Linked DNA regions of Danio rerio: region 1 is linked to region 2. The links are chromatin contacts, called in public Hi-C maps. All regions are on one chromosome and are shown on one strand. Each heading gives the region's core, a stretch centred on a gene start, on an enhancer-like site or on the middle of the called end of the contact. The rest is flanking DNA. Distances are from core to core; before and after follow the strand shown. Region 1 holds the start of herc1 (HECT and RLD domain containing E3 ubiquitin protein ligase family member 1). Region 2 holds the start of acd (ACD shelterin complex subunit and telomerase recruitment factor).

Region 1 (4,104 bases), core at 574-3,073, 200 kb after region 2:
ATGATAAAGGTCAAAAGTTAACATAACAATAAGGTCACATTAGTAGATATTAGTTAATATGCATTAACATGCAGTAAGATATAGAGCTCTACATATGCTTGAGATGTAAAAGATGGTTTAAAAGTCAGAAGCATTCAGTTGTACAGTATTTTTGATTTCAAAGAGTTATTAAATATCTACAATACCTACAATATCAATCATCTGTTTAGTTTAATAAACTAAAATTACAAAATGGAACCCTATTGTAAAGCAATAACAAACTAAATCTGAACATTTTCACTCTACGTATAAATTGGAGAGCAGAACAATGAAATTGTTTCAAATTAAAGCCTAATAAGTCTTTAAGCATTTGGTGCTGTGATGAACATGACTGTTAATATATTAGTTTGAGCATTCCTAAAAACTAAATAATTATTCACGGTTTTGAATTGCTCACAGAATATCAATATCATGCATGTTCATCATCAACATATAGTGTGCTTCTGAATATTGCCTGAGATCTGACAGATGAATTTAATAGTAATATTTATTGCATACAAAGTACACCACTCCAGTCATGTACCTCCTTTATCATGTTTAAATTCTATCATAATTACATGAGTAAGACTGATTGACAGACCATAGCCTATATTGGCAGCAGTTTTGCTGTAGATGCACAGCATGCAGACAGAATACGAGTAAACATATTTCTATAATAACCGGGCTTCATATTATCAGGAGTAAAAGTCTTGCAAGATTTTCCAGCCTGTTATTCCACATAACACAACTCGTCTATTAAGTTACAGGTTGTCGGTTAATGCTTTAGTGCAAATGTTATATTAACCAATTCCTCGGCTCTATAATGGTGACATCCTGATCCTGCAAACAAGCATTTTAATTGCCAGTGAAAACTAGGGTGATTTTTCCACCCACCTGTTTGAATTACGATGACTAAAGGTGTTGGTTTTGACAGTCTTGCGGTTTGCTTATTCATTCAGCTGGCTAACCTATAGTTTCACATAGCATAGCCAACCTTGCGTAAAATGTATTCTCCACCAATATGTCTGCTTAAATGTGTTCAGTACACTTGTTTCGTATTTATCACATCTATAAAAAAGCAGCGCGTTGCTTTGATAACGTCTGCAAGTGAAACGGAACTTATCGGTGTTAGCTTGTTAGCATGGGAGCAGGCTAACAGCTCAGTATACGACAGCAAGCTAAGCTAACTCAGTCCACTACATTAAAATGATTCACTAACAATACACATACGGCTTTGCCTACATTAAATTAAACCATATATATAGGTTTAATTAAAGCAGCGGACTGTCTTGAAAGTGCTAGACTTTATAGCACGGCTAGCTTGTCGCATTAGCCAGGCTGTGGAGCCGCTTGTCTGTGGTTGCCAGGCTGTGATCAACTCCCCTCACTTCATATGAGTCAGCTCAGCTTACTTGACATTAAAATCATGCACCCAAACAAAAAAAAAAAACATCTTCCTAGCGTACAACACATGCATTTGCCACATAAACTGTCAACGAGATGCAAGGTCGGAAGATTACACATACTGTCACATTTGAAACGGCTTAATTCTGCTGTCTGTTGTGGAAATAAAAGAACTGAAAAGGTGAGGCTGGAGCTTACCATAAACTGCCAAAGGCCTATTCAATGCATGAACGAAAGTGGCTCTCATGGTCATAAATGATCCTTTGGCACCTGCATGTGCCGGTGCATGATAGAAAAGTCTGGTAGTCGCTGGTTTGAGGATCTGAATAATAGAGAGTTGGGAGTGAGGAGAGCAGTGCTCAATCCCTCACGACTCTCTGCTGCTGCTGCTGCTGTGAAATTAGCAGCAGACTCACTCAGTGCTCAGTTCAGTCCCTCCCTACCATTCATTACCCGCTGCACAGAACAACAGCTCCACAACCTCAGCGACTACACATGTGCATTGTGCCTGGCTTTTTTTGAAAAATAATACACACACAAAAAAAAAATTATATATATATATATATATATATATATATATATATATATATATATATATATATATATATATATATACAGAATTTTTTTTTGATTTATAGATTTTCAGCATCAAATCTTTAGGTTTAAAATTTCTTTATATTAGAAAAAGAAACAAAATGTTATTTAAACAATTACACCATTTTAAGTCATCAATGTATGGAAAATTACCATAACTACACTACTGCTTATCCATACAGCCATGAACAGAAAGGGGCTTTATTTTGAGGTAAAAATTTAAAAAAATATTTTTTCTACCATTCAAAATACAATAATGTATTCAGAACAATAAAATATAGGATGAAAATGACATAAAAGATAATAAATAATTAAAATAATTAATTAATAAATATAGTAAAATATTAAATGATGATTGTCCCCTGGATTTGTGTCACTGGTGTAACAGTTTAGCAAATATCTATTGTTGTGGAGTAAAATCATAACTTGACTTTCGTCTTCCCATTTCCTGAAGATCTACATTATGAAGAAAAACCCATCGTCACTAACACTAACCTACACTTTCCTAACTCCAATAAATAGTCAAGACAATGTTAGTAATGTTTGTTTAGTTTGTAAGGTAAAGTTTTTTTTATCCAATATATTTTTGTTTATTGTTATTATTTGTGATTTCCTTAATGGAAACTTTTCATTTCTGAAAAGGTTTTTATAGTGGAAAAAGGTTTCTTTAGGTTATTGGAATGAAAATTTATTTCTTTCACAAAAATTTTTTTTGGAGAACCAAAATGATCATAAATGACTTCCTGGCACTTTATTTTAGAAGTGTACCATCTTAAAGAAAATGGGAGGCGGAACTGGAGATATTATCAAAAGACATGTTGCAATCTGTTTTAGATAATATTAACTCATCTTCAATTTGTTTAAAACAGAGTTTTACAATTTAAAGTAGTACACAGATTACATTGGTCCACAGTGAAACTAGCTAAATTTGAATCCAATAATTCTGACAGATAAAATATTGCGCCAGCTACGCTATCTCATATGTTTTGGGCTTGATCAAAATTAAAAGATTTCTGGCAGCTACTATTTAAATCTTTAATATAATATATATCTTTAATATTTTATCTTTGCCATGATGAGAGAAAATAACATTTTACTAGATATTTTTTAAGACACTTCTAAACAGCTTAAAGTGACATTTAACTATAGGCAGGTTAGGGTAATAAGGCAAGTTATTGTATAACGAGCTAATAATTTTGATCTTAAAATAATTTTTTTTTTTTATTATTATTAAAAACTGCTTTTATTCTAGCCGAAATAAAACCAATAAGACTTTCTCCAGAGGAAAAAATATCAGACATACTGTGAAAATTTCCATGCTCTATTAAACATCATTTAGGAAATATTTAAAAAAGAAAAACAAAACTCAAAAGGGGGCTAATAATACGGACTTTGACTGTAAATGTGATTGCCTTTGCAGCTAGAAGGTTAATATTGCACAAATGGAAGGAAAAAAAATCCTCCAACCTTTAAGCATTGGCTTATGGAACTTCTACAACATCTGATACAGATACAATACACTGTAAGAGGTTGTACTGATATGTTTTTTCTCACTTGGCAACCTGTTTTAGATCACATAAAGAAGATAGACCCTTCAGTTATTTTAGAAGAGTACACTGTAAAACCCAAAACGTTAAGGTAACTCAAACCATTTGAGGAAACCAATTGCAACAAACTATTTAAGTTCAAACTCTAATCCTAATGAGTACTGTGAACTTAATCCATTTAAGTAAACGAAGCAATTTAACATAGTAAATCCCAATAAATCGAGAGAAGTCAAACCAAGTGAGTACTGTAAAACCCAGTATGGACAACTCAAACCGTTTGAGGAAACCAATTGCAACAAAGTATTTGAGTTAAAAAAAAAACAAATCTATGAGTACTGTGGACTTACTCCATTTAAGTTGAATTAATGAGGTACACTGTAAAAATGCAGGGTTCCACACAAATCATTTATGTTGTCCCAACACAAATTGATAAAAAACAAATTGTGTATTAACATAAAGAAATTAATTTGTCCCAATGAAATCTCAAGAATTGTGTTGTTTCACCTTATTTTACATAAGTAGTTTGAACAAGCAAAACAAA
Region 2 (3,949 bases), core at 449-2,948:
AGTCTAATTTTATCTTTGTGTTTCGATGTAACACTGAAATAAATTGCAGCCTGCTTCTCTGATTTAATTAAGGATATAGATTTTATTTTATTTTTTTATTCTCGTGTCTGTTTTCAGTTTTTTTTTTGTTTTTTTTTGCCACAGATGCTTAATGTCACCTGTTCTTTCATTTCTAACCCCTATTATCAGTGTTTACTTCAATATCTCTAAAAGAGACGAATGAAAGATTTTGTCAAAATGACTCACTCAAATGAAATCACTATTATGTTTGATGTATATATATATAATGTAATTTTTGCTCTTTTAAATCTCCTTTAATGTTGGATGGTTGATGGTTGAGTCATATAAATTTATATCATTAAGTCACCCAGTGTTGAGGGTAACGCATTACAAGCGAGTTACATAATAATATTACTTTTGTTAGTACTAAGTAAGGAATTGCTTTTAAAAATGAAGTAATATTTATTGAGTTATTTTTTCAAAATGTAATGAGAGTTACTTTTAGTTTAAGTAATTAGCTTATAAAAAATAAACAGCTGAACTATAATGAATGTAGTCACATTGAATACCGTACTCAATCAGAAAATGTAGAAACAGACAGGAATCAAGATGGCAGAGCTTTACATTTCTGCAGTGGAAGTATTTTCTTTATTTTGAACAGATCAAAGAATGGAGAAAGAGGATCGTCTCAGTGGACAGGGATTTTACTTCACTATTAAGACAACGTACAAAAAATGGGAAGCGCATTGCTTTCACACTTTTTATTAATCTGTATATATGGCATAAACTGTAGCTTAAGGGTCAGGAAGTTCTCAGAAGATAAGATTATCCTACATTATTATTATTTTTTTGTGTTTTTTCAATGAAAATAAATCCTGCAAGTTATGACATGTAACCCATTACTTACCATAAAAAGTAACTAAGTAGTTCCTCTAGTTACTTTTTGGGGGAGTAACTCAATGTTGTAGAGCATCTTCAAAAGTAACTTTCCCCCATCACCTAGTTTTACCTAACTACTGAATTCTGCTTTATAGCTTTAACTACAGTTTGGTGTCTCGTCTTGCATGATCAGTGCATGGGGTGTGGGTAAAAGCTGATTTGGCTTAAATCTCAAGTCTGATGTTTTTTTTTTCTGTTGTTCACAGGTGAAACCATAGGAGAGATAACTGGTGTGGGAATTGGATTTGATCGTTTTATGGAATGTTTAAAAGGGCTTTTATGTTTTTAAAAGTGCTTTTATTGTGGTTTTTATAGTTGCAGTGTAAACTTTGCATGCTTGTTTGCTCTTCTAGATTTGAATCACTGTTATTTGTTATGGTTTCATGTTTTTTTTTTCTTTTGAAATAATGATGGTATGTTTAGTTATAAGGGTGAATTCAGAGCTATTTTTTATACAAAAAATTATTTCTCGGATTTGACACAACAAAACACATTTCTTGGTTTTGACAAGTTTGTTGTTATAGGTTTATATTTTAGGAAAGACCATATTCATGTTAAAAAGGGGGTTTATTTTCATATTTTCTCCCATGTTTTTAATCAACTGTTTTGTGCAGCAACCATTACTAAAATAAACATCTGCATTCAAAACTTATCTCGTGTTTATTCATTGTGCACAGCTGCCGCAAGGGGGCATTGTCGACTCAAATGTAAAGGTTTATAACGGAACTCAAAACGTCCGGTCTGTTTTCTACACGGAACGAAAATAAAGCTTCCATGTTCAATAAGGGAGCGCGAACAGGCAGATGAGCTCTTTTTCTGCATTTACACCAGTGAACAGCTTTATTAATGAATCCACCTAAAATGAAACGTCGCCGAATGGCGGAGCTGGAGCCCTGGATCGAGAAGCTCATCCAGAACTTCGGCCAAAACCAAACCGAAACTGTCGTCAAAGCGAGCGTTATTGGCGTGAGTAACGTTAGTTTCGTCACTGGCGAATATTATATCTCTAAGCTGTCGTGTCAGCAATTATATGTGTATTTTAGACGTGTGAAATCTCGGACTCGCAGCGGATGGATCGCACAGATGCCTGTATGCTGTTCCTGTCCGACGGGATAGCGATGATTCCCGCAGTGCTGAGCGACGCCGCATGGGAGCGTCTGCAGGAGTGAGGGACCCATTAAACCTCTGTTATGTCACCACACACTGCACACCTGAGCCCCTGTTTTTATCCTACTCATCTGAATAATCGGGCCCGGTGAAAAATCATGCTGAAATAAGCACAATCTATGTTTTAAGTCTGTGAACTTGTGTTGTGGCCTGATTGTAATTTTGGTACCTGACTACATGTGACACTGCTGTAAGTTAGAAATTGAGGTAAAGTTGGTTTTATATTTACTTTTTAACCTTCTTAATATAATTTCAGAAGTGTTCCTTGCAAATCCTAAATAGGGAAATATGAGCAGTTTATATATGAGCAAAACACAACTTTGTCTACACTAGAGATGCCTTGAGTTGGCCCATTGTAACCTTTGATTTGGCCCACCATCCATCAACTGAGAGGAGAGTGAGAATGATGGAGAGGGTTGGGGTGAATGCCTTTAACAGGTATCGTCATTTCTAATTTAACAAACTTTTTTATTAGTTTTATTGCTGAGCTACAAAAAAGCAAACTGAAATTAAAGTTTGTAAATGAATCTGACTTTTCAAAATGGAAATACTGTCACTCAATGCATAGAGGATAATGCAGAAGTAATAAGCAGCAAGCAAATCAAGACAAAAACTAGTTCAATTCTGTTATAAATGTTTTGTTTTTACTTTAATAACTTCATTATAAAATGTAAAACAGAATACTGTATTTGTTAATATAAAGCAGTGTTTTCTTTTCATTTTAAAACCAAGTAGATCAAATATTTAAAGCAGCATGGGCCAAATTGTTACTTAAAAAATGAATAAATGTGCGAATATAAAACCAACTTTACCCCAATAAGTTAGAAATGTAATGATGGCAGTAATTCACTGTTTAATACTCTCTTCAGGTTGGAGGATTTGGATTCTTTTACATCCCTGCTCAATCATGTTGCATTTATTCGTAGCTTTGAGCTGGAGTTTGACATGAAGCCTGATCTGGTATGTGATGTTGCTGTATCATTCCCTAAACATTTGTTTGTTTGAGCACTGTTCATTTTGGTGATTTGACTTTAATATGTCATGCCAGTAAAGCAGGGGTCTATTTAAGGTCAGGCAGCCTTTGGATGGGATGACAGATCAAATGTTTTGGCATGTTTCAGTTTAAGTGTTACATTTTCAGCTTTAACCTGTAATAACACTTATGTAGAGCACTATTGAAAAGATAGTTCACCCAAAAATTAAAGTTCTGTCGTTTACTTACCCTTCACTTATAACAATAATAATAATAATAATAATAAACTTTATTTTTATATAGCGCCTTTAAAAGTTAAATAAAAGCTACCCTAAAAAGTAAGTTTTAAGAGATGGTTTAAATGTACTCGGCGATTCTGCATTGCAAATATCAAAAACCTACTATGGAAGTCAATGGTTACAGGTTTTCAGCTTTCTTCAATGTATGATTTTCTGTTTTTAACAGAATTAATAAACTAATAAAGGGTTATAACTATTTGAGGGTCAGTAAATAGTAAGTAAATGTTCATTTTGGGGTGAATTGTCCCTTTAATGCATCTGAATAAGTAGTTCTCAACTTGTTTCACCCCAAAATAAAAATGTACTCATCATTTACTCACCATCAAGTGGTTTAAACTTTTTTTTAAAGTTTTTTTCCTGTTAACTACAAATGAAGGTATTTTGAAGAATGCTGGACAACAGTAGCCACTGACATCCACAGTATTTATTTTATAATTACTATGGAAGTCAATGGCTAGCAGTTTCTTCAAATTATCTTCTTTTGTCTTCAACAGATGAAGAGTTGGAAAAAACTGGATGAGTGACACAATTTTAGTTTTTAGGTGAATTATCGCTTGTTATAAAGAAAATA

What was found. Hi-C and Micro-C count contacts between places; a contact is called where the count stands out from the background.
Region 1: a contact with region 2 is called in a Hi-C map of an unstated tissue, with 4 times the contacts expected there. The contact joins the promoter of herc1 here to the promoter of acd in region 2. A contact is called at or near these places in 1 of 18 Hi-C or Micro-C datasets (an unstated tissue) and 1 of 4 datasets of contacts at active chromatin or transcription factors (embryo).

What each region holds. Positions count from the first base shown.
Region 1 is chr7:29,315,246-29,319,349 of GRCz12tu, forward strand. herc1 (HECT and RLD domain containing E3 ubiquitin protein ligase family member 1) reads right to left here and starts at 1,824. Exons shown (of 78, transcript XM_073908537.1): 1 at 1,621-1,824.
Region 2 is chr7:29,119,917-29,123,865 of GRCz12tu, forward strand. It overlaps acd (ACD shelterin complex subunit and telomerase recruitment factor), which reads left to right and starts at 1,699. Exons shown (of 13, transcript NM_001431059.1): 1 at 1,699-1,905; 2 at 1,983-2,104; 3 at 2,976-3,066. The coding sequence starts at 1,786. vrk3 (VRK serine/threonine kinase 3) reads left to right here. Exons shown (of 16, transcript NM_001013568.3): 16 at 1,146-1,591.